Regions from separate parts of the Mus musculus genome. Here regions 1, 2, 3, 4, 6 and 7 are each linked to region 5. Evidence: chromatin contacts called from public Hi-C and promoter capture Hi-C data. All regions are on one chromosome and are shown on one strand. Each heading gives the region's core, a stretch centred on a gene start, on an enhancer-like site or on the middle of the called end of the contact. The rest is flanking DNA. Distances are from core to core; before and after follow the strand shown. Region 1 holds the start of Kiz (kizuna centrosomal protein). Region 2 holds the start of Ralgapa2 (Ral GTPase activating protein, alpha subunit 2 (catalytic)). Region 3 holds the start of Dzank1 (double zinc ribbon and ankyrin repeat domains 1). Region 4 holds the start of Naa20 (N(alpha)-acetyltransferase 20, NatB catalytic subunit). Region 5 holds the start of Slx4ip (SLX4 interacting protein). Region 6 holds the start of Sec23b (SEC23 homolog B, COPII coat complex component). Region 7 holds the start of Dstn (destrin).

Region 1 (3,530 bases), core at 834-3,333, about 10 Mb before region 5:
AACATAAAGTGGATAATCATTACAGTTATTGTGCCATAAGGACCATAAAGAACCAGGTGCTTCCAGCATAGGAGGCAAAAATAACTTACCACTAACCTAGTTCAAAAAGAATGTCATTTAAATCAGTCACATTTTAAGAGCAGATCTTTGCCTACAAAACACAAATAAGTAAAGGCCAAAGGTAACTATACCACTCTTGAACTACAACAGACAATGAGATAAAGGCACTAAAACTAAAGTTCTTGCTTTTAAATTAGCTGATGCATATATATATGTGTACACATATATATATGCAGAGATCTAATACCACCACCTTGGGTAACTGGAAAAAAGATCATTATTCAGTGACAATGAGGTGATGGCATTCCACATAAGGCATTTGTAACACCTAGACGCTGGCTAATTGACTTTTGGATTTAACCCATAAATTCAAACATTTTACAAAAACACCTCCTCCACCATTGTACTACACAGTGAGCAAAAGGTGTTGCTTCTCACCTAAAATTCTCAATGTAGGCACACTTGAGCTCGCATGTGCACACGTGCTTGTGCATGCACACACACACATTCTCTCTCTCTCTATTGTATTCTCTCTGAGATCTCACTAAGCACACTGAAGGTGCAAACATTAGAAAGTATTGAGAAAAGAAAAGCTCTGTAGGAAAAATAAAGGTGTGTGTGTGTGTGTGTGTGTGTGTGTGTGTGTGTGTGTGTGTGTTGGAGATAGGTTCTCACTATGCTGCCCTGGCTGGCTTGTATCCCAGGCTGGCCTTGAACCTGTGGTCCTCCTATTTCTGTCTCTTCAGCATAGACCACCACCAACATACGCCTAAATGGTTAATTTTTTTTTTCTTAAGTGGGAGATTAAGAGATCCCTAGAGTAGGTGAGCAGGACTGTGTCAGAAGGAAAAAAAAAAAAAAAAAACGGATGTAGAAAGAAGATAAAACACGGAAAGAAGAGTTAGGGCCCGTGGGAGTTACTTAACAAGTAATTGGCAAAAATTAAGTCTAGTGTAAGATGCAATTCCTTTGAAAAATCACTTACTTTACCTCACCTGCAATTACTGTTATGATCTTAGAATTGTTACAGCCCTCCTGTTCCTTCTGAATGATTCTGTAACTTTAACACCCACTAAATGTTTTGTTTATCAAAAGATCCAAAAATCTATTTCCTTTCTTGTCAACTAATGAGATTTCTAAGTCCAATTAATTTGGCAGCTAAATAAGTGTTCCAACAACTTATCTTTCCATGTGGTTATTTATAGTCAATTGCTTTGTACTTTTTTCTATTTATGCATTCTTAGATCTAGCTTTTTCCAATGGTTCTCATCTTTCATGTCTTAATCAAAGGCAATCCCAACCCTCGAAGCTGAACCCGTTGAAAATTTCATCCTTTTACTAGAAATTTAGTCAGCCCCAGACACTTCTAAAAGACTACAGCGCGCGCGCAAACACACACACACACACACACACACACACACACACACACACACACACACACACACACACACCATTCCAGCCTGCGTTCCTGGACCTGTCATCTTTGATGCAGTGCGGCTGTCAAAGTAGGATGACAACTTGAAGAGAGAGTGAGGAGGGGGCATGTAGGACTAGAGAGGACTAAAGAAATTCACAAGGTTTGATCAAGACTGGCAGGCAAAAAAACTCCCACTCTCACTTCCGGCCGCATCCGCAGGCTGAGGGACCTGGCTTTGGTTGTCATGAGAGATTACAGTCTCTCTGCGCTTTCAAACAAGGGGCATCCGTGGTAAAGTTGTGCTCCTAACCCCTTCTGGGGCTAGTTGGGGGTCGCAGGCGAGTTCCAACACTAGTGAACCACTGGCGGGAAGTGGGCCGGACACCGTACCCCGATGCTCTCAGTGGCGCCGCTGACTCCCTGCCCCGTCCCGCGGCCGTACCTGTCCCGCAGAGCCTGCTGGAGCTGGCCCACCCTTTCGTAGTAGCTGGGGCTCGCCAAGGGCGCAGAGGTGGCGGAGGCCTGGCGCAGGCCACCACCACCGCCACCGCGCCCTCGCGGCATTGCCACAGGGCAGCTGGCGGGCCAGCGTTGCCCAAGGAGACCGCCCCAACATGCACCGCGGGTAAACAAGGCGCCTAGCGGCCTGAAGAGGGCGGGGCGAAGGGCGGGGCGCCGAGGAGGCGGGGTTAGCCGCGGTGTGGGTCCGGGAGGGGCGAAGACAGAGAGACTGGCAAGGGTGGAGCAGCCCTGGTGGTACAGGGAGAAGACAAGGGAGCTGTGTCACGTTCTCTCTGCTACCGCTGTGTTTCTCTTCCCCTACAGAATCCGTCCTACACGCATTCATTTTATCAGATGCAGTTTCTTATTTACCTTCCTAGAATTTGCAGTGAGAGACCCTGTGACAAGATTGTTTTGATACCAGCACTTAGAAAGCAAAACAAAAAGCTAGAAGAAAACAAAATTTAAGAACCGCAAATATGCCCTTGATCTCAGCACTACGGGCAGAGGCAGTAGGAATTCTGAGTTCGAGGCCAGTCTAATTTACAGAGTGAGTTCCAGGACAACAAAGACAACACAGAGAAACCTAGTCTCAAAACACCAAACCCCACCCCCAAACAAAATAAAACAAACAAACAAAGAAACCAAATATGCCATCCCACGCTGGAATGTTTTTCAATGCTCAGGTTGCCATCAGCCCTTTCAGGGGAGAAAGATTTGGTTTCTAACTAGGTCCTTGTGAATCAAACCGTTTACTTCTGCAGTCAATTCTCCAACAAGGCCCCCAGCCAGACTACATTGGCATAAACCCTATGTCCCACAACTCAGCTGTGACCATACAAAAAGCCTAGGTGCCCCAGAGTGAATTGGGCAGACTATTACAGCAAGACTAACTTAACCTTAGATCAGTTCAGAGGAACTACTGGTTATAAAGGCCCAGAACAGAATCAGTCTTTATTCTTGCCTCCATCAACATGGCAAAAGGCTTCCTGAAGAAAGACAACTGGATTCTAAAACCCACTTGGAATAGGAAATTAAAAAAAAAAAAATGTACACACGTACTTGTAGTCAATGTGGTTCCTTATCCTAGACTTTTAATTTTATGTCTCTTTTCTCAAGTCGGTAGTTTTATTTTCATGCAAAGCATCCCTGACACCAACATTTCTTTAATAGTGTGTCAGGACTCCATGGGGATTGCACCATATCTGAATGGGTTAGGGATAGGGAGCTGTGTGTCAAAAAGTTCAGCAACAGTAAACCGTTCCTGAATGTGTAATGACCAAAACTCAATTGAAAAATCAAGGCATAATAAATCTAAGCTGCTTCTGACGGCATGTGTCCGTGTCTTGTCCCACTATAACATGCTCACTATACACTGCACATGTCCATTGCGCTCTGACTTATAGTACCATACTGGCATTAGGGGAAGCAACGAAATGGTCAAGTCAGCAACCCTAAATTATGATTTTGCCTATCCTTCCTTCCTCATACTGTCTGCCTAAATGCTGAAAGGTAGAATATATCCATGTAATCTCAGGACTCAAGGGGACAG
Region 2 (3,122 bases), core at 176-2,675, 9.6 Mb before region 5:
ATTATGGCCTTCATCTATGATGTCATCTGGGGATGCAGGAGGCGCAACAGCTCTCCCATCATCCTAGGCATGGAGATTACATCTCTAGGTCTGTGAGATTTCTGCTGTTAGGTGATCTGTCTGTAGTCTGTTTTGTTTTGTTTTGTTTTGTTTTTTTGGCTAAATACTGTTCCTTTGGGTATATCTTAGTCGTAGCCATGCTATTTTGATAACTCTAAAAATAGAATTTACCAGAACGGAGAAGTTTTTGCATGCTGAGTTGAAATGTGTAGGGCTGCTTTATCATCTTTTTTTTTTTTTAACTTAATGAGTTTATTGAGTGCCTGTAGAGATCAAATACCAAGCTTAATACAAGGGTGTGTACATTTCTAGCACTTTCCTCCACTAGAGAAAAAGACTCTTGGATTATGCCTATTTGGATGAAAAACATGTGATTCTAAGGTGCCTCTTTAGGTACTTGCTAATAAAGCCAAAATATCAAACCTTGGGGATCCAGATGATAATAAACAATTATATAGTCAGTTTTCTGGTAAGAAATCATTTGAGCATCTTCTGTCTTAAAGTCTTGCTTCAGTGAATAGGCATCTGGCCTTAAAAAGCATGTTGGCCCGAGAGTCAGGTCCTTCAGGTTCTATTTCTGGTTCTGTTATTGGATTGCTATGAGGCCTTGCATAACCCAGGAGCTCTATCCGCAAAGCAAGAGGCAAGACTGACCTCTGCACTTGAGATTGGGTTCCAGATGCCTTGGGGACTGAGTGGACCTCACTGGACAACAGGCCCACTCTTCTCTGCTACCAAAGCCATTTATTTACTTTAGTGTGAAATTAGAGATCAGATTTTGACATGGCCACACGTGCTTTGTCTTGCTCCTTAGTGTGAATCCAGAAGTAAAAAAAAAAAAAAAAAATCTAGAAATAGTTTTCAAAATTTAAAAGTCCTACAGCTTTTCTTACTTTGTGTGTGTCTGTGAGAGAGTGGGGGGTTGGGAGGGGTAGGTACGCAGGCCAGGCAGTAGAGGGGAGGGAGTGTGAGTTTCAAGGGTGGCATCTAGCACTCTGGAAAGCAGGTCGCTGCGCTTCGTCTTGTGGGGACTACAGTTCCCGGGAGCACTTGCGGCCCATATAGGGGCGGGAGCTCGCGGTCCTGGTCATATGGAAAACACCGCAATCTGATTGGAGGTCACTGCGCAGACTCGAAGCTGGGCGCGCGTCCCCGCGAGGTTCCTAGCCTCAGGCTCCTAGTGCGTGAACAGTCCGGGATGTGCGCGTGCGTCGCGCCGGAGGGCGGACCAGAGGCACCCGTGGGGCGGGGCCGAGGGTTTCGCATCGACACCGCCTTCCTGCCCCGCCCCTGACCGTTCGGCCCGCCCCTCCTTCCTGGAGCCTCCGCTGAGGCTGAGGCGGCGAGGCGGCCGGGAGGGGGGCGGCTTGTGGCCGGAGCGACACGCGCCCGTCGCGACCCTATGCAGTGACTCGTGCGGCGCAGGCGCCTCCTGCCCCGCCGGCGGGGCCCAGGCTTACCGCGGCGGGATGTTCTCCCGAAGGAGCCACGGAGATGTGAAAAAGTCCACGCAGAAGGTGCTGGACCCCAAGAAGGACGTGCTGACCCGCCTGAAGCACCTGCGGGCGCTGCTGGGTGAGGCGTGGGGCGTGGGCTGTGGGTCAGAGCCACCTGCCGGGAGGGCCGGGTCCCACCCGCGGCGTGGGCCTGATGGGGTCTCAGGTCCGAGTGATGTAGAGAGCTGGGAATGGTGCGCAGCCGACCTTTGCTAGCCTAGATCGGGACCCTTGAGGCATTGTTCCTGAAGGCTGTACGTTGGCCCTGGGCGCTGCTCTGTCGTCCCAAGTGTAAACTTAGCCAGGATTCTCTTTTGGGTGCCTAGCCTCGGGTAACCTCTGTGCCTGAGAGCAGGCACAGAGGTGACTATAAGCTGTCCTCTCCAGGAAATAAACCAAGCACAAGTGGGGCGGGCTTGAACACACACACACACACACACACACACACACACACACACACACACACACGCACACGCAGCCCTACCTCTCTGCCACCTCCTCTCTGCCACCTCCCTCTCCCTCTCCCATTCTAAAAATTTAAATTCTTGACAACTTGGGTTAGACCAATAGCTCATGTGGTCCCATCACAGACTTCGTTGAACTACCATCTCTCACTCACTCTCCTTTTAAAATGTTACTATGTTTGAGTGTAAGACTTTAGGTAGGATTGATTTCAGCTGACCCCAGGACAGATTAGATGTCATTTCTTCTCTCCTGCCCTTCTCTCTTTTAAATTTACATTTTTTGGGGGTTGGGGGAGGGAGGATGGAAGGGTCCGGCTGATAGCTGTTTCCTTGGGTCTTTGGTGTGAAGGGGGCTCTGATCAGAGGAAGCTAGGCTTTCTTTGGGTCCAGGGAGGCAGCTTCTCCCTTATCATCAGAGTGACAACCATTACTCCCTTTTGCCTTCCCTATTCATGGCCTGCAGGGTGGAGGTTCTGCAGAGCCCAAGTGGGCCTGGAATTGACTTGTGATGGCTTGAAAGCTCTCCCCTGTGGGTGTGAAGTGTCCACAGGTTATCTGATGCTGGTGATGTGTAGCTTGGCTAGGCTATGCATTAGTTCTATCTTCTGTCTGTCTGGACAGACTTATCTGTATTTGGGGGCCAAGGAAAAGACAGGTTTCTTCTACATATGTATACTGTTGAAACAATAATAAAAAATTAAAAACCCAGTGTTTTTAAAATTTTAGACCATCTGCCACTTGAGAAAATAGGGCACAAAAGAATTCATTTTATAGGTGAGAATTTTAAGCATTCTTGTTAATGAGATTAAGAGTTGCTAATTATTTCTATTTATATTGTGTAAACTATTTCTGAGTGGGGGATTGGCCAGCCAATCAGCCAACCAATGAACCAACCAAATGCAAAACTCAAAACCATGACTGTTGCCTCAAAACCTACTCCCTTCCCCCTCAAAACCCACCAGATTTTGACAACTGAAGTTACTATCTCAGATCCCCAGATATTACACTTAATGTGTTCAGTTTATAATGAATGTAAATCAGTTACTGTTAGAAGGATTAGTTTCTGGACTTCTGAAAGCAAAATGTGATGTTCTTGGTAAGT
Region 3 (3,156 bases), core at 570-3,069, 7.6 Mb before region 5:
AGCTGGAGACTAGAGAAGGCCAGCGGCACAGATCAATGGCACAGACCGGATGCATTAACCTCGGTGATGGGAAGTCAATGGTATAGATGGGATCCGAAAGTCTAAGGACAGAGTGGTGAAGGCAGAAGGCTGGCCCTGGGGCTCAGAGTGGGCTGGGGCAAGTTCCTGTGTCCTCCATGTCTTTGGCTTAGGCTGATACTAAATTGGATGGTGCCCATTCACTGCCTACAGTCAGCACATCAGTTCAAATACCACATTCTAGAACATCCCAGAAACAGCAAACAGGCAGATATCTAGGATCTCAGAGCCCAGCCAAGCTGACACATAAGGTTAGCCATCACAACGATATGACAGGAAGCAATGAAAACCAGAATATACAACAAATTACATGAATTGGTTGACTTCACCTTACCATGGATAACAGTCTATTGATGGCCACTGCCCGCTGCTGGGCTTCAATGTGAGGCATTTCGTTCTGAATTACTTGATCTGTGATTCCATGAGGGAACTGGTGGCATAATTCTATAATTCTAGGAACAACGGTATAAATGGTTTATGTTTGCTTGCTTTTAAAGGCAAATAAGGAAGATACACGATAGTCAAGCTAAAAAGCTCAATGTTGTCAATGGGAATAAGTACAGCAAAGTGACTCCAAGGTCTGTGGGCAGAAAGCAAATAGAATATTCGGGGGTGGGGGTGGGGGGCAGCATAGTGATTCACCATAACTGGAGTCTTGAGAATTATCCCCTCCAAACAAACTGGAGGGATTAATTTGTTTGGAGGTGTAATAAACTTATTATCCACAATAATAATGTTGAGAAAGTCGTCTTTTAAATACATTATAACCTAGAAACACATGTGCACTACGGGAGTTAAGGCACTCACTGAACCTACTTGGCTCAATGGTCCTTTGTAATCACAAACTGAACCCTCATTTGGCCCCAACGTTCTCTTATAGAACTTCCCTTGGCAACCGGGCAATCCTGGATTCGAACACATGTCCAAGAACTACAGGGAAAATGCAGGTCTCTCTTCTGGCCCTGGCTGCTGTCACGTTCCAAGTGCTCTAATAGAATCCCGGAGAACCCAGTTCCACAACGTTTCAAGCTGTCCCGCTGCTCTAGAGCTTCTGAAGAGTTCTACTCTCCCTAATCGGGGCGGGGGGGTCGCCCAGACACCCGGCAACCCCGCTCCCGCGTGCTCGACCAGTCTACCCCAGCCTCTCCCCGCGGGACTGAGAGAGAAGGGGGTCCCGCTACCCAGCTGACTGCTCGCTTAGCGTCGGGAGCCTAGCTTTATTGCAGTACCTGTTTTCTATCTCCACCGGATCCGCGTCCGGCGGCTGCACCTTGACCTTCACCTCCGCCATGAGGGCAGTTTTCGAGACTAGAGGAAAAGTGGCCCCTCGGAGCGCGCTGGAAGTCTCGGGAACCGGTGGAGGCGCGCGCCGGGGACCGAGGCTTGAGAGAGAGGCGAGGGACCTTCTTCATCCGGTCGCGCTGGGCCTTCTTCATCGGATCGGCTTGGGGCGCCCGTGCTGTGCCTGCTCCGCCTTGCTCGGCAGGGTCGCCACAGCGACTCCCTTCCGTTGTCTCAAATTTCAGTGCTTGTCGGACAAGAGCCTCTGGCTCCAGTACGCACCCTTCAGCCTCTTCCAGCCGCCGAGAAGGCATATTCTTGGACACCTACAAGAAAGTGTCGCAGAAGGATCTGGAGGCGGGTACCAGACGGAGGCTGCAGCCAGAGACAAGGGCGGGGCTGGTTGCTAGGATGTCGATTTCCCTGCCAATCATCTGCTCGGCTCCCGATGGGCGGGGCGCGGTTCGCAGCGTCTGTGGAAACGCAAGCTGCAGCGGAGGAGCTGTGGTGAGACCGTGAGAAACCTGACAACGGGTTGGCGGCGGCGGTGCTGCGTCGGGGGTCCTTAATCTCTGTCCTTGAGGCTGGAGAAGGGTGAGGAGAAGGGCATCTCTCACTGGGTTGGGAGGGAATTAGGCATCTCTGACTGCCTCGCGAGGCCGAGGGCATGACGCAGGGTCTGGGTCCTGGTTTGGGCAGCGAGGAGATGGTTCAGGTGCAGGATGTTGGGAGATGCTGGTGGCATGACACTGACACCAGGCTGCGGTGTGGACCTAGCGAATCAGCCATCTCTGTCTCCTTCCTGTGAGGTCCAGTGACCACCCCAGGTTTCCAAGAGCAGCTAATAGCTAACCGTGAGCACTTCAGTCTCGAACCAACGGTGTTTATTTAGAATCTAGTTTTCAGCTATCTTTATTTTAGCTGACTCTCACTCGAAGGGAAATGTGAAGGTAGGCGAATCCCTCTACATCCAGCGTCATTTCTGAAGGGTCAGATACCTGTAGTTTTTATTCTTGGTCCTCAATCTGGAAGAATCCAAAAAGGCATTAAATTCGTCTTTTAATTCTAATTATCTCGCTTTCCAGAACAAGATATGTCAAAACGCAAACATGTTCACAGCAACATGATCAGAATTCCAACTACCATTTAAAAAAAAATGACCTCACCACTGAACAACAAATTGTTACATGAAAAATTGTAAGCCAGGCATGGTGTCTCATTCCTTTAATCCCAGCACTTGGGAGTCAGAAGCAGGTGGATCTCTGTGAGTTGGAGGCCAGCTTGGTCTACAGGTAGAGCTCCATAACAGCTAGGGCTGTTACACGGAGAAACCCTGTCTCGGGGGAGCGGGGGGCGAAATGAGGATGCAAAATGTTGATTATAAAAGTGAGATGAATATGTACATTATAATTGAATAATAATGTAGCCACAATCGTTGAAGCTACAGTGCAAGTTGCAAATACTGGATTAAGAGGACTCCTCCCCACCTCAAAGAAAAGACCCATAAGGTTTCTGCCCTGCTAGTTATTTACAAAATAGCAGAGCTAATAGGAAATGATGGTTGTGGGTTTATATCCATGTCAACTTCCTTTCTATTGAGAGCTGATGCTCTGCAGTCTTTGCAGTATATTTTCCAAAATACAATACACTGCAGTGGTTTGCAAAGGTGAGACTGTGGGGGGTTAGAACCTCTTTTAAGATTTGGCTCTAAGTAATTCATGCTACGTGCAGAGTTACCTGCTCCCCTTATGTAATGAGTTGCCTTGAAGTCAGGAGAGTGAGTGTGTGTGTGTGTGT
Region 4 (3,377 bases), core at 789-3,288, 9.0 Mb before region 5:
GTCACCAAGCCAGATGCGCTGAGACCTGATGTTTAATAGGCGTCCATGTGTATTTTCCTTCTACCTTCTCCATTTCCCTATTACTCTCTTCCTAGAGCTTCATATGCAGATGCTTTATCTCGGTTTCTTAAGTTCAGGCTCTGTATCATCTACACAGCATCTCCCTTTACCACTCCAGTCTATTGCCTCAGTGGCTTGCCTGCCTACTCTATTGCCTCTAATCAACACCTTGTACTCAGTAGATCAGAATTCAGACTGAAGAATTTTTAGACACTATGTGCCTGTACCTTTAAAGGACACCCCCCCCAATTATTCCCTAATACAACCGTATTGGAAGCACTTATAAAATATGTACGTTGTACTATATAAGTATTCTATTGATTTACAGTACATGGAAGTGCTTGGGCTATTTGCATACCACTCCATTGCAATAAGGGGGTTGCACATCACTGAATCTTGGTGTATCATAGAATCAATCTCCTGTGGATACCAAAGGATCTCAGACTTGTGATCCTCCAACCTCAGCCTGAGTGCCAGGATCAACCTTTTTCATTTATTGAATGGGTATGGGTTTTATATGTCTGTGTGTTACATGCATACCTGGTGCTTACTCAAGCCAGGAAAGGCCAGCAGCTTCTTGGAACTAGTATTACAATCAAGTGTGAGCCTCCATGTGGAGTGAACCCCTGTCCTCTGGAAGAGCACCCAGTACTTTTAACAACTGAACCATCTCCAGCTCCATGGGACCAATTTTTTAACAACCACCAGGGCCAGTCTCCACCTACTCCACGTCAGGGTTCTGTGTGTGCAATCCCTTCCCTCACCCAGAAACTGAGGACATCAGCACATGACAGAATTTGTGAAGATTTAAGGGCCTATTATTACATGAGCGCCTGCCACAAGTACTAAAATGCACAGAGGATTCAACACAAGCGGGACCTAACCGAAATCTCACAAGATCGGATCTGAACCAATTAAACACGATAATTAAACCTGGCTTCACCTGAAGCAAAGGCCTACCCTGCTTCACACTCCATTTTCCTGCAGCCTTCTCCAGAGTTTCCTCCTTGCCAAATTTCCTTCATCAAGGTTCATCCCCTCTTTGAAATGTCCATCATCCCAGAGTTTCTTCCCTTCTGTTACCTAAACCTTCCGGTCCATACTTCTTACTACGTTATATCAAGCAAATAACCGAGGTCATGTGTCTACAGGAGTTCGCGGTGAAATGCTGAGCTTTTTAAATGGTCATAATTTGGATTCCAAACTAAATTTTTTTTTCTTTTTAAAAAGCGAGAAGGGGAGAACGGCAAATCACGGGTTTTTAAATTTTGGACTGAAAAGAAACCACACAGCACCGGGGAGTCTTCAGTACATTGGATCCCCAACCAAAAAAAAAAAAATGTAGTCTAGCTGGGTGTGGTGGGGCATGCCTTTAATCCCAGCACTAGTAAGACAGGAAGACATATCTGTGAGGTTTAGGCCAGCCTCGTCTACAGAGAGTTCCTGGAGCCCAGGGATACGAAATGAACCCTGTCTTTTTTTTTTTTTTTTTTTTTTTTTTAAGAGAAAAAGAAAAAAACCCAAGGCAGTCTACTTTGGGCGCTCCGCTACTGTAACTACCAAGCACAAACCACAACTTGCTGAGAGGGCCCGGAGCATCGCAAGGTTACTTCACTGGGATACAATTTAACCAGGACCGCGCTCCTTCCCCGCCCTCCCTCCGCAGTGAGGCCGCCTCAGGGAGCGGGCGCGGGGTGTCCAGCCCGGCTCCGCATCATCCCGGGCGCACCGGGAGCGCCGCGCCTCGGCCAAGGTCACCGGTCAGCGCGCCCGCGCAGCGTCCACCCGGCCCACGGCCCCGCGAGGCTGACCCCGTCCCGCGCCGCGAAGACAGAGGCCGGCCGTGCCTCACTCACATGTTGTTGAAGCGGAACAGGTCGTCGCAGGTGAAGGCCCGGAGCGTGGTCATTGCGCCGCCGCCAGCCTCCAACCCGCTCGGCGCGACCCCGCGCCCGCACTACCGGAAGTACTCGCGCCCGCGGCCGCCATGGGGTGGGACAAAGAACTACTTCCGGACCAGAGGTTGCTGGGCAACAAGAGTAGCGTCGTAGCTCTCTCTGGCGGCTGAAATCAGCAATTGCCTTAATGATCCGCGCCCCGCAGACCCTTTCCAAAAAGTAGGCAGAGTAGTAACAAGGAGAAAGAAGCTGGAGTCAGAGAGCCAAATCGTAAAAGCAAGCTTCAAAACTACAAAGATGCTTCACAGGGTGAGTTAGGAAGTGATCCCTAAAAGGATGGCTCAGGGCCTCTTCTCTCAACCACTGTCATGAACCAGGGATGTGACCTTAAATTTTCTAGCACATTAAAATTATTTAGAAGAAAGGAAGGAAAGAAGGAAGGAAAGGAGGGAGAGAGGGAGGGAGAGAAAGAGAGAGAGAGGAAGAAAAAGAAAGGAAGGAAGGAAGAACAGAAAGAAAGAAAGAAAGAAAGAAAGAGAGAGAGAGAGAGAGAGAGAGAAAGAGAAAGAAAGAAAGAAAGAAAGAAAGAAAGAAAGAAAGAAAGATTATCTGTATAAAAAATGTGAATATCTTATCTTATTTTGGCAATAAGACTTTGAAATCTGGTCCATATATTTGCAGTTTATTTTAATCCGAGAGAAAAATGATCAGAACTATTTGTTTTCGATGCTGATTTTAATAAATGTGTGATTAAAGAGCAGATCAAGCCAGGAATAGTGCCTTACACCTGTAATCCCAGTAGTAAGGAGACAGAGACAAGAGGCTGTTAGTGAGCCTCGAAAACCCTGGTCTATATAGTGAGTTCCAGGCCAGTCAAGGACACATAGTGTGACCGTCTCAAATACATGCATACAAGATGATAGAGCTATCAAAGTAATCCAAACATGTTTCCAAATAACCAAATGAAACATTATCTCATGTCTAAGTTGAAAGTTAACCATTAGGAATTACATTCTTTCATCTGGCCTGCTACATTTTAAGCACCAGCCCAGCGTCTCCACGGCATAGACCCAGTGACTGAGGAGACTATGTACTGTCGGGCTGTGAAGCTGCCTTCCCCTCTTCTCCTTACCAGCAGTTGGGGTGGTCCTGGAGAACATGCTGCTGAGCTCAAACCAATCCAACTCAGCGAGATGCCTACATTACAGCAGACTCACATCCCCAACTCCTTTGGGACTCAGTTGCTCCGCAGGTGTCTTGGGAATTCCTTGGCCAAACCTGAGGGCCAGGTGTGGTGGAGAAGAAAGCAAATGGTTGAAAGAGCAGGTAGTCCCAGTGGCTCCTCGCCAAGCTTTGTCTCTAAGCCTGATGAAGTAAATTATACAATGAATAATTGTAAACATGGGTATGACAGGCCCG
Region 5 (3,088 bases), core at 435-2,934:
TCTTGACTCTGGGCCAGCTCTCCAGCCCATGCCAGGTACTTAGGAAGCACATTGCTTGTATTAACTTAGCTAACTCTCACAGGAGTCCTACCTTACAAGTTAGGAAACTCAAGCACAAGGGTGGGTAACTGTCTTTTAGATCTCAGAGATGGAGCTGGGGTGAAGGAAGTAGGATGTACAGTCAGGGAAGACGTTTCAGAACTGATTTTTTTACCCATCCACACTACATCACTACCCTTAGTAGCACTGTAAAAATTGCAAACAAGCAATATTTCAGTGTAATAATGTTTTCCTACATACTCATAAAACATGAATATCCACAATGGAAACATTCATGTGAGACTCAGTAAAACAAATGGTGTTCATTCTTCTTTCCCACTTAGACTAAGGAAAAGACATATATGGCAAAGTAACAATTACTGGGAAGCTGGTTGACAAGGTAACCAGTCACTGGGACATTGGTTCAACACCCACCCAACCTAATACTCCTCCCTGTCTCCATGGTATTTTAAGTAAAGCCAAGAGGGAAGGTGAAAACCAATCTTACGCCTAACAGCATGAAAACCATGTCTCAAATACCTTAGTGTCATCTATATTCCACATAGTCTCCATTTCTATCTGCAACTGGTCTGAAGTCTGGTTTAGAAGCTTCCCAGGTGACTGTCATGGGCAGCCAAGGTTGAGAACTACTGATTTTCTTTTCTCATACAAGAAGACACAGAAGAAAGCCTGGTGCTACAAAAAGCTAAGGTAAGCCACAGTCCAAAGTTTCCAAGTCACTATTATACTGTGCCCAAGTGCAGCTTCTACTCATTCCAAGAAACATGCTCCCAGAAGATGCTGGGATGGCTGGTCGATGATTACACTGAGCAACAAGGCCATGCTACCTGGACTATTAGCCTTACAATTATGGCTATATACAGTATCCAAGAAATACGAGAAGTGAGAACATGAAGTTGCTTGTCCAGCAGTGCTAAAAAAAAAAACATTAGAACATTATGTTCCTGGTCCCAGCTTTGGATATATCAAAGCAAGTGGATGAAAAGGAGGTTTCGTTTTGTTTTGTTTTGAAGTTTACTTCTATATTTTATAGCACAAAACTAGCTAAGTATTCAACAAATTCAATGAATGAATGAATGAATGGGAAGAATATACAAACACAGCTGATCACATTTTAAAGTCCTCTGGGAGCTATATTCACCTCTATAGATGCAGAAAGCCATACAATTAATGATCAAATTTGCTGTTCCATCCATTTTGCTTTGTTATTCTACGGAAATTCCCTCAACGTTATTGTCCCTTTAAATCTCAGTCTTCCTGAACAGTGGTGTTTAACAATTCTAATGGAAAGAGAAGGAATACCTAAGAGAAAAATTGTGTTAAGTCCCAAAATCCAAAACAAAAATACGTATTGGTATAAGATGGCCAAACAGTTCGGTCCAACTGAGGGAAGAGCTGGGTTATCCGAACGAAGTATCACACGCTCTTACCTACGATGGTGGCGGGAGGTGGGTTCGGGCTGTAATGCTTTGTTACTGTCCGGGGTCACTGGTGGACTAGTATAGTACCTGAACGGGAAAACTCAGACTAAAAAGGCGGCAGACCAAGCTTCAGCAGCTTTGGCTTACTTCCCGTTTCCCAGCGTCCCCTCGCACGTTAGAGAATGCAACCAGCGCCCAAACACAAGATGGCATTATCGACTTCATTCGGTTGGAAGCCACTGCCAGCACCTACGATGGCGCCCGAAGCCCTGGCTAAGGTAATGGGATAGCCGGAAAGAACTGCCCAAACGAAAAATGGCTTCTGTCGATGATATCAACGCTTTATGGAGACCAAAATAAAAATGGCGGCCAAAGCGGATTTTTTTTTTTTTTTTAAGAGGTTGGAAAAGCCACAAATACAATTGGCAGATAATGTATCACTGTACGTCAACGATATGTACTGATGGACAACAACAACAAAAGCCGTGTTTTTCGTATCACAAAACTATAGGGCAAGAGTAGAAAATATTTTTAATGAGGAAGATTAAAAGATACGTTGAAAAATAAAGGTGCCTTTCACGGTGCCAGAGAAAAGCGAAATAAAATATGTTTAAACATAATTTCATAATGCTTCGGGTGGTTCAAAAGAATAAAAGACTTATCTCTGAAGAAAAAAAAAAGAAAGGCAAAGCCAAGGAAATTAACCAACCGGATCCGGCACTGAATTGAAGACTCCCGACTTCTGCCAACCCCGCTCCTAGACTGGGCGGAAGTTTCCTGCATGGCGACAGGCTCTGTCTGCGCATGTTCGCTCTCTGACGTCACTCGGACCGGCAGGGCGGAGCCAGTTTCTACAGCTTAGGGCGTCCTGAGAGAGGTGGGAATTGACAACTGAGTGACAGGGCAAGGCGCCTTGTGATTGGTCAGAACAGAGGAAACGCCACCTAGGACTGGTAACAGCTTCATTCGTTCTACAAATACCTTTCGAGAGAGCAGAGAGCCGCACGCTCTGCCACCTTCTTGGTGCTGTGATGTGATGTGATGTGACCTTTCAATTTTGGTAGCGCGCACAGACAGAATACACGTCTGCCCGTAAGATTTCCGGTGACGGCCGCAGCTTTCCTTTGCGGGAGCTTCACGCAAACCCCGGAAGAGGGGCGGGGGAAGGAGGGGTGGTGCGCGTGAGCATAGAGTTGCGCATGCGCCTTCTTGCCGCGCAGGGCAAAGGTGGTGGCGCTCCGCTGCGTGGTTGGTTGCTGTGCAAGCGCGATTTCTGGTTTCTGGTGGTGAAGGTGGCCTGACCTAGAGGTGCAGCTGCTGGTGGGCAGGTGAGAGGGGCCAGGCCGCTGGTGGAGAAGCCAGCCTGCGGCCTCACCGCGTCCCCGCACGGAAAGGTCGCGAGTGGTTGGGACAAGGGTATTTGGGGGCGGGGATACAGAGGCACCTGGCTACCGGATTGGCCCAAGGACAGCTTTCAAAGTAGCTTCAGAGCGGGGCGGTGGTGGTGCACGCCTTTAATCCCAGCACTTGGGAGGCAGAGGCAGGCGGATTTCTGAGTTGGAGGCCAGCCTGGTCTACACAGTGAGTTCCAGGACAGTCAGAGCTAC
Region 6 (3,478 bases), core at 87-2,586, 7.7 Mb before region 5:
TAAAAAAAGGAAAGCCAGAAAACTGAACTGAAGAAGAAGAAGAAGAAGAAGAAGAAGAAGAAGAAGAAGAAGAAGAAGAAGAAGACGACGACTAAACCTGTGAAATGAGAATGGAAGCATATTCTTGTAATTTCCATATTTGGGAGGCTGAGGCAGAATCAAGAGAGTACAAAGCCTCCTGGGTTACATAGGGATAGATATAGATATATAGATATATCCTGCAAATAATTTGGGTGAGGACAATTTTACATACCCAGAAAAGCAAATTAATTATTCTACCATACAGACTCTATACAACAAAGTCCCAAATGTCTGTTCCAACTGAAACTCTTAACACATCTACTTGTTAGTTCTGGCAAATACAAGAAGATAAAACCCTAACTACACAGAAAGCACTTAGGCGCCTGGGAGCGGGGGTGGGGGTGGGGGGTAGTAAATAAGTCACAGCACATTCTAACATCGCCATTTCCAGCAGTTACTTCAGCAAACCCCATTAAATAATGGTAACCCCTCTATAAAGTTCTTTACGTAAATGTATAAGTCCCCGAGTATCAACATATTAACACCTGCTCCTATTTCCCACTGCCTCCTTTCCTCGATTTATTCTAAACCAGCTTCTTAATCCTAAACACGTAATCCACAGAGGCTTTCAGTGAATTCATGAATCCTCTGACGTTCTATGTATTTTTATTAAATTCTATGTGCTGAGAAAAATGCTCCTATCAAACTCTCAACGAGTAAGGGTATCTGAAGAGGTAAATAGCCGAATGGATGAATGACTGAGTGAATGAAGAGAGAATGAATGAATGAGTGAGTGGATAAAAGAAAGGCATCCAATAAAATATCTTAGCCCCTCTAAGCTCTCCAGGACATAACTTTCCAGGACTTAGTAACCATCTGTAGACACAGTTAAATACCTAATCCTGTACTGAAGATCTGGTTTCTGGTTTCACTTATCACAAAGCAAAACTCAAGGTTTTCATGGGGATTCGGTCCTTCCGGATGTTCGAGTCACCACCACCAACACCCCAATTCCGAGGGCTAAGGAGTCAGAAACCGGCCGTCGGCTCTCAGGCACGGCGCGGACGAGTCACTCTGAGCCGGCTTCTGGGTCATCAACTCTCTCTGATTCTTCCCATAAGCAAGCCCACCTTGCCTCGGCCTGTCTGGCTTCGGCCCTCCTCCTATGCGCCCCTTCACCATTGCAGAGCCAGCCGCTCACCTGTCCGGAGCCACTCACCGGGACTGAACCTTCCGCGCCCCACGGACACCAGAGCTCAACTCCGGCTTCCACCGCCAAGTCCACCTCAGCTCACAGTCGATTGGTCACCGCTCCGAAACGTCATTTCGCGGCGCCATGCTCTAGCCAATCAGAGAGCGCTTCTCTGGCTGACCCGAGAAAGTGAAACAGTCAGAAAAGCTGCGCCTCCATCTTTGAATAGGGCAAGGCTGTGGTTTCTCACCCAACAAACTTTAGAATGTAGAATTCCTCAGGATACATACTTTCTTGAATATATCCTGAAATTTTTCTCCTTCACAGAACCTCGGCGCCTGCGGAACCGTCATCCAAATGCATCCAGCACTCCTCAGGGGACCGCCCTGACACAACATGACGTCTGTTTGCCTCAGGGGGAAGTCCCTCTCATCGCCTAGCTACCGGGAAGCGAGAAGAGGGACGCGTAGCCCGGAGTTGTCCGGAGAGGCCCTCAGCCTGCGGGAAGGGGCTAGGAGGGGACAGAGAGTCTCGGCCGCTAGTTGGTGATCTTTTTGAGCTCAGCAAGTGCGGGTGCGGGTCCTCTCTTCGCGGTACAAAACTTTCCCTTCTCGTTGCTGCTGTGGTTTCTGTGCTCAATAAAAACTGTTTCTGGTGAACATCCTCCTGCCATTCCCCAGCAAGGAAGTGAGTAATTGGGGATGGTCTTATTCAGACACTTAAGGAAACTATCAGAGTCCGTTTTGATGGGTAACACAGCTTTTTCTGTGACCGCCGCAGTCATTTTTACACTTTCTTACAAGTGGCAAAAATAAATAAATAAATAAATAGCAGCAAATTCAGCGAGTGTGTAGTGCCTGCAGCGGCCAGAAGAATCTATTGTGTATCCTCTAACACGGGTGCTAGGAACTGAACTCCAGCAGTATACACATAGCCACTCAACCAACCCTTCATCCCGCCAACTAAAATCTTACAGTTATGCTAAGACATGTTATTCAAAGAGTACCCATTAAATAACCCAGTTTCCTACTAATGCAAACTTTTCTTTAAGACAGAGCCTAGCTGTAGGTTTGGCTGGCCTGGAACTCAGGAAGCCCTGCTTTCTTCTATCTTCCTATGCCTCCTCAATTTAAAAGCACACGCCATCACACCCGGCTAAATCAAACTTTTTGACGTCTATAAATCATAGGGACTTAAGTTTAAATAGGTGGTACTATAAAATATTACTGTTTGCATTACAATCTTTAAAATAAATTTACATTTTCTCATCATCATAAACATAACAATGTTAATGATGGCATGTTTAAAACCTTAAATTATGTTTGGGAAATGCAGTTATCTCTTCCTAAGGTAAAATGTAAAATAAAATATACATGTTCGTTATATCTAACGCTGAAAAAAAGAAGTCGCTTTTTAAATAACAAACACTAATATGATTTTATTTGTCAAATATTTCCCTTTCAATTTTTGGACCTGGATTATTTCTACACTAGTAATTTCTGTAGAGAGGATTTTTTTTTAATTGCATGTTCAAAATATACAAGATTGAATGTCCTTACTTGGGGGAATTTAGAAGTATTTTATTTATATAAGAGAATACTTGCAGGGCAATAGTGGTGCATGCCTTTAATCGAAGCACTCAGGAGGCAGAGTCAAGGAGATGTCTGTGAGTTCCAGGCCAGCCTAGTCTACAGAGTTAATTCCAGGACAGCCAGGGCTACACAGAGAAACCTTGTCACGAAAAACAAAACAAACAAAGTACTTGTTTCTGTAACACAGATCTTTTAATTGGAGAAATATAATAATTTAACTTATTGTGACTCAACGCGGGTAGCAAGATATCCTGTTCTCTCACAGAAACAGATGTAAGTCTTTTCGTTTTCATTCTAGCCAGGCAGACACACTGACATATAAAGAACATACAGCTTTAGTTCTACAGTCTCAGCCCCAGGTCCAAAAAAAAAAAAAAAAAAAAAATCAGAAAGATTAAAGTTTGGTGCACTATAAAAGAAGGCACTGTTCTTCCCCTTTGGTGTGGCAGTCTTATAAATGACCGAGACGGAGAGCACTATAAACTAGATTTGCTGCCATTTCTTACTTAGGAGGTTATCTCTGTAAATTTTAGTTCCCTTAAAGAGATTACCAAATGGCTGGTAAAACAAAATTTCTGGTGGTTGTTACTATCAGTGGGAGGAGAGTAAACTAACCAGCCATGAGTAAACCAGAAAGAAGAACTGAAAATCATTAGAAAGAAAGCTAGAGGGG
Region 7 (3,191 bases), core at 91-2,590, 7.0 Mb before region 5:
GGTTCAACAGACTTCAAGGTCTGAAATATTTGTAGCTCATAGCATTAAACCCAAACATGACTTAATATCAAGGCACAGCTAAGCATGGTCCGTTTTCAAGAAAACTATCCATTTAATCTAATGAGCCAGCCTGCACCTGCAAGCCAGTTGCTATATCCTAAGAAAAAACCAAAGTTGTTATTCAGTGAAAACACTCTGTAGACAGATAAGTGGGTACCAACTGTTTCCCGGCGCACAGATGTAGCAACAGGATAGTATTTCTAGCAGTGAGGCAAGGCCTTGCCAGCAAATCATTGACCAAAAATGGTAACATTGTGCAGACTACAGTGACAAAATGTTCCACCTGATCGCCCAGTTGAGATACTGTTTTACAACCGATTTGAGTAACACTTTGGAGGTAGAGAAGTTTGTAAATTAAGCAAAATCTCTACCATCTCAATACAACGAATGTTTCTCTTTTTAAAGGGCTGGAGTAATTATACGGGCTTTCTGAAAGTTTTTAAATTTGCATCTGAAAAGCAACAACATCATGTCCAGGACTTGCACCCAAAGTTGTGGTAAAGCCTTGTTCTCAGGTAAAGGCAAATTTCTAGCATGGATGAATGGACCCGGCAGGGAAGGGTTAAAAGAGCCACTGCCAAGCTTGACAAGCCCAACGAGAGTGCCACTGAAGCTGATTGCCAGATACGACAAACAAAGCCACGGCAAGGCCACCCGGTTCTTAATCACGCTCACTAGCAATTACTCCGCCCTCTAGAGTGTTCAATAAAATCCTTTTCCTTCTCAGTAAAAAGGGCTGGAAAAGCTCACGGGTCACCAAGCTGGCCTTGGAGAAAACCGCGCCCACACGGATGGTCTCAGGTTCGGCCGCCCATCCCGGGGATCTACCGACTTCGGGATCGAAGGCAGCGAGGCCGGGCCGAAGGGGATCCCGGGCGGCGGCCTGGAACGGTGGGCATGATGCCGCCCAGGAGCTGCCTTGGAACCGACCCCTCCCTTAGCACACGCCCGAGGATCACTCACCATGTTCGCTGGGGCGGACTTCGGGAGGAGAGCTAGGAGCCTGACGGCAAAGTCTGTGCACCTTCGTCCTCCGGGTAGCAAAAGCAGGAGAGCAGGCGCAGGGCGGACGCGGCAGCTCGAGCTTATTAAGGGCGGGCACGAGTTCCAGCCAGACTGCGGCTGCGCGCGCCCCTCGCTCCGCCCACCGTTGCTACGCAACAGGCCGGCCTCCCCAGACAGGCCCCACCCAGGAGTCCCAATAGTCTCCAGACAACTGGAAACCCCTCTCCAGTTAAGGGGAGTGCATGGGTTCCCCGCCCAGAGGAGCGCCCGGGCTGCTGCTCCGTGAAGGGTGGACACAGGACGCTCCGGGGAATCTGGCCCTGCCCTGGAGGCGGGACCACGCGATGCCCCGCCTACCGCGCGGCCTTTGCCCATACATGGAAGTCGCCACCTGGCCAGGTGTGCGCGCCGCTAGGGGCGGGGCCCCGGCGCGGAGTGGGCGGGGCGAATGCCGGTGGGCGGGTGCTCTGCTTGGCGACGAGAACTCTCAAAACGGCTCTCAGGGACCGCGACCCGCATTTTTTTACCTACTTTGGTGCTGTTCCCACCACCCAGTCCTGATTGGTCAGCGCGGCACTTCGGGCCGTCGCGTGAGAGGGAAAAATCTGCACAGTTTTCCTCCTTCCTGAGGCGACCGTGGCTGATCAAAGTGCTGTGTGAGTCAGCGCTTATTCCAGGACTGGAAAACAGGAGTGATTTGTTTATCTTCTGAGCGGGCTGGGAGGAGGCCCAGTGGCCCGCGGGGGGTGCGTGGGGGACGCCGCGTGGCCCGGGACTGTGGGCCGGGCCCCGCCGCTGCGCTTGGGGGTTTCTCATTGGGGAATTGTGTTTTCCTAAAGGGCGGTTGCACGGAAATACTGCTTCCACAGGGCCACCCGCAATCCTAGCCTTGTTTTCTCCGGGTGTTTTTGTAGCGAATAAAAGGAACTCGTAAGACGTGGGATGATCACCTCACTTTTGAACTGAATTTAGGCAACGAGAACATCAGGATCTCTATAAAAAAAGTCTTAATTATCTAAGAAGGCTTTTGGGCAACATGATCGTTGTTTTTCTTTGTTTCTGTTTTCTGGGCGCTATATAAAAAAAATCTACCCTAGGTAGCAAACCGCGGTTCCCATTAGTTTTAAGGGTTTTGTTTCTTTCTTAAGATTAAAGGCAAGTCGTGGCAATTCTAATCCCTTACTGCATTGCCACGGGGTGTTTGGCAGGCTACGGCAGTGGCGTCAGAATCACCTGGAGAGTTTGCTCAAAGATTTCTTAGTTCTGGCTCCGTGCACCTAGAATGTAACCTAAGAGTTTGCCCTTTTAACAAGTCTTTGGTATTAATAATTGGTAATCACACTGAAGAGAAAGAACCTACATCCAGCTGCAGCCCGAACCCTTCTGGCTTATTTTTGTTTTTTTTTGGGGTTGGTTTTTTGTTTTTTTCTGCTCAGGACTCTGACCCCACTAAATGAGACTTCATTTAAGGACGGTTCAACCTATCATTGGTGTTTCGTCCTCCACAATCCTGTCCAAATACAAGAATGCTGTTTACTGCATAAAATTTTCTGTGCCTTCTTCCAGATTTTTTTTTTTTTTTTTTTTTTTTTTTTTGTCCTGGAACTCACTTTGTAGACCAGGCTGGCCTCGAACTCAGAAATCCGCCTCCCAAGAGCTGGGATTAAAGGCGTGCGCCGCCACCACCCAGCTTCTTCCAGAATCTTAAGCAAGTCTCTCTGGCTCCTCTGCCTCTAGCCTCACTCCCTCTCCTTATGGATTTGCCCAGTAACTGTGTTCCTATCACCTGCCAGCCTGGATTTTTTTTTTTTTTGACATATTTCCAGCGAATCCGTTTTATGTCTTTCCATAATCATTAACTTCATGGAAATCAGGGAACGGGGAGGGGACACCTTTCTTGGGCTTTCATGGATGTTTTGTGGCTATGAACTGTTTTTTTTTTTAATATATTTGCCACTGTTCCCAGATCAAACTGGGAGTCCCAGAAAGACAGAAATTTGGGGTGCGTTCTACATGAAGGGGCCCAGCCCATCAATGTGCTACATGTTTAATAAATGTTTTCCTAAGTGAGCCAGTATCTGAAGATGGTTTAGGATTTGTCAGACAAATTAATGTATCTGCTCACC

The links. Promoter capture Hi-C pulls out the DNA fragments that hold promoters and counts their contacts. A called contact is a pair of places that touch in the nucleus more often than the background predicts.
Region 1: a Hi-C map of pre-B cells shows a contact between it and region 5, with 10 times the contacts expected there. The contact joins the promoter of Kiz here to the promoter of Slx4ip in region 5. A contact is called at or near these places in 2 of 484 Hi-C or Micro-C datasets (CD4 T cells and pre-B cells).
Region 2: a contact with region 5 is called in a Hi-C map of CD8 T cells, with 5 times the contacts expected there. The contact joins the promoter of Ralgapa2 here to the promoter of Slx4ip in region 5. A contact is called at or near these places in 1 of 39 promoter capture datasets (pre-B cells) and 2 of 484 Hi-C or Micro-C datasets (CD4 T cells and CD8 T cells).
Region 3: a contact with region 5 is called in a Hi-C map of regulatory T cells, with 8 times the contacts expected there. The contact joins the promoter of Dzank1 here to the promoter of Slx4ip in region 5. A contact is called at or near these places in 3 of 484 Hi-C or Micro-C datasets (CD4 T cells and regulatory T cells).
Region 4: a promoter capture Hi-C map of pre-B cells shows a contact between it and region 5, with 5 times the contacts expected there. The contact joins the promoter of Naa20 here to the promoter of Slx4ip in region 5. A contact is called at or near these places in 1 of 39 promoter capture datasets (pre-B cells) and 1 of 484 Hi-C or Micro-C datasets (CD4 T cells).
Region 6: a Hi-C map of CD8 T cells shows a contact between it and region 5, with 8 times the contacts expected there. The contact joins the promoter of Sec23b here to the promoter of Slx4ip in region 5. A contact is called at or near these places in 1 of 39 promoter capture datasets (pre-B cells) and 3 of 484 Hi-C or Micro-C datasets (CD4 T cells and CD8 T cells).
Region 7: a contact with region 5 is called in a promoter capture Hi-C map of pre-B cells, with 4 times the contacts expected there. The contact joins the promoter of Dstn here to the promoter of Slx4ip in region 5. A contact is called at or near these places in 1 of 39 promoter capture datasets (pre-B cells) and 1 of 484 Hi-C or Micro-C datasets (CD4 T cells).

The regions. Positions count from the first base shown.
Region 1 is chr2:146,854,433-146,857,962 of GRCm38.p6, reverse strand. Kiz (kizuna centrosomal protein) reads right to left here and starts at 2,083. Exons shown (of 14, transcript NM_001033298.4): 1 at 1,920-2,083. The coding sequence starts at 2,041.
Region 2 is chr2:146,510,307-146,513,428 of GRCm38.p6, reverse strand. It overlaps Ralgapa2 (Ral GTPase activating protein, alpha subunit 2 (catalytic)), which reads left to right and starts at 1,425. Exons shown (of 41, transcript NM_001033348.3): 1 at 1,425-1,635. The coding sequence starts at 1,530.
Region 3 is chr2:144,526,077-144,529,232 of GRCm38.p6, reverse strand. It overlaps Dzank1 (double zinc ribbon and ankyrin repeat domains 1), which reads left to right and starts at 1,819. Exons shown (of 21, transcript NM_172859.3): 1 at 1,819-1,953. It overlaps Polr3f (polymerase (RNA) III (DNA directed) polypeptide F), which reads right to left and starts at 1,488. Exons shown (of 9, transcript NM_029763.3): 1 at 1,308-1,488; 2 at 413-530. The coding sequence starts at 1,369.
Region 4 is chr2:145,901,902-145,905,278 of GRCm38.p6, reverse strand. It overlaps Naa20 (N(alpha)-acetyltransferase 20, NatB catalytic subunit), which reads right to left and starts at 2,038. Exons shown (of 6, transcript NM_001141965.1): 1 at 1,917-2,038. The coding sequence starts at 1,969.
Region 5 is chr2:136,890,764-136,893,851 of GRCm38.p6, reverse strand. Slx4ip (SLX4 interacting protein) reads right to left here and starts at 1,684. Exons shown (of 8, transcript NM_028834.3): 1 at 1,491-1,684. It overlaps Mkks (McKusick-Kaufman syndrome), which reads left to right and starts at 2,446. Exons shown (of 6, transcript NM_021527.2): 1 at 2,446-2,809.
Region 6 is chr2:144,554,087-144,557,564 of GRCm38.p6, reverse strand. Sec23b (SEC23 homolog B, COPII coat complex component) reads right to left here and starts at 1,336. Exons shown (of 20, transcript NM_001252544.1): 1 at 1,241-1,336. It overlaps Gm34292 (a long non-coding RNA gene), which reads left to right and starts at 930. Exons shown (of 1, transcript XR_003953925.1): 1 at 930-3,190.
Region 7 is chr2:143,913,480-143,916,670 of GRCm38.p6, reverse strand. It overlaps Dstn (destrin), which reads right to left and starts at 1,340. Exons shown (of 4, transcript NM_019771.2): 1 at 1,024-1,340. The coding sequence starts at 1,026. It also overlaps a transcript of Bfsp1 not described here.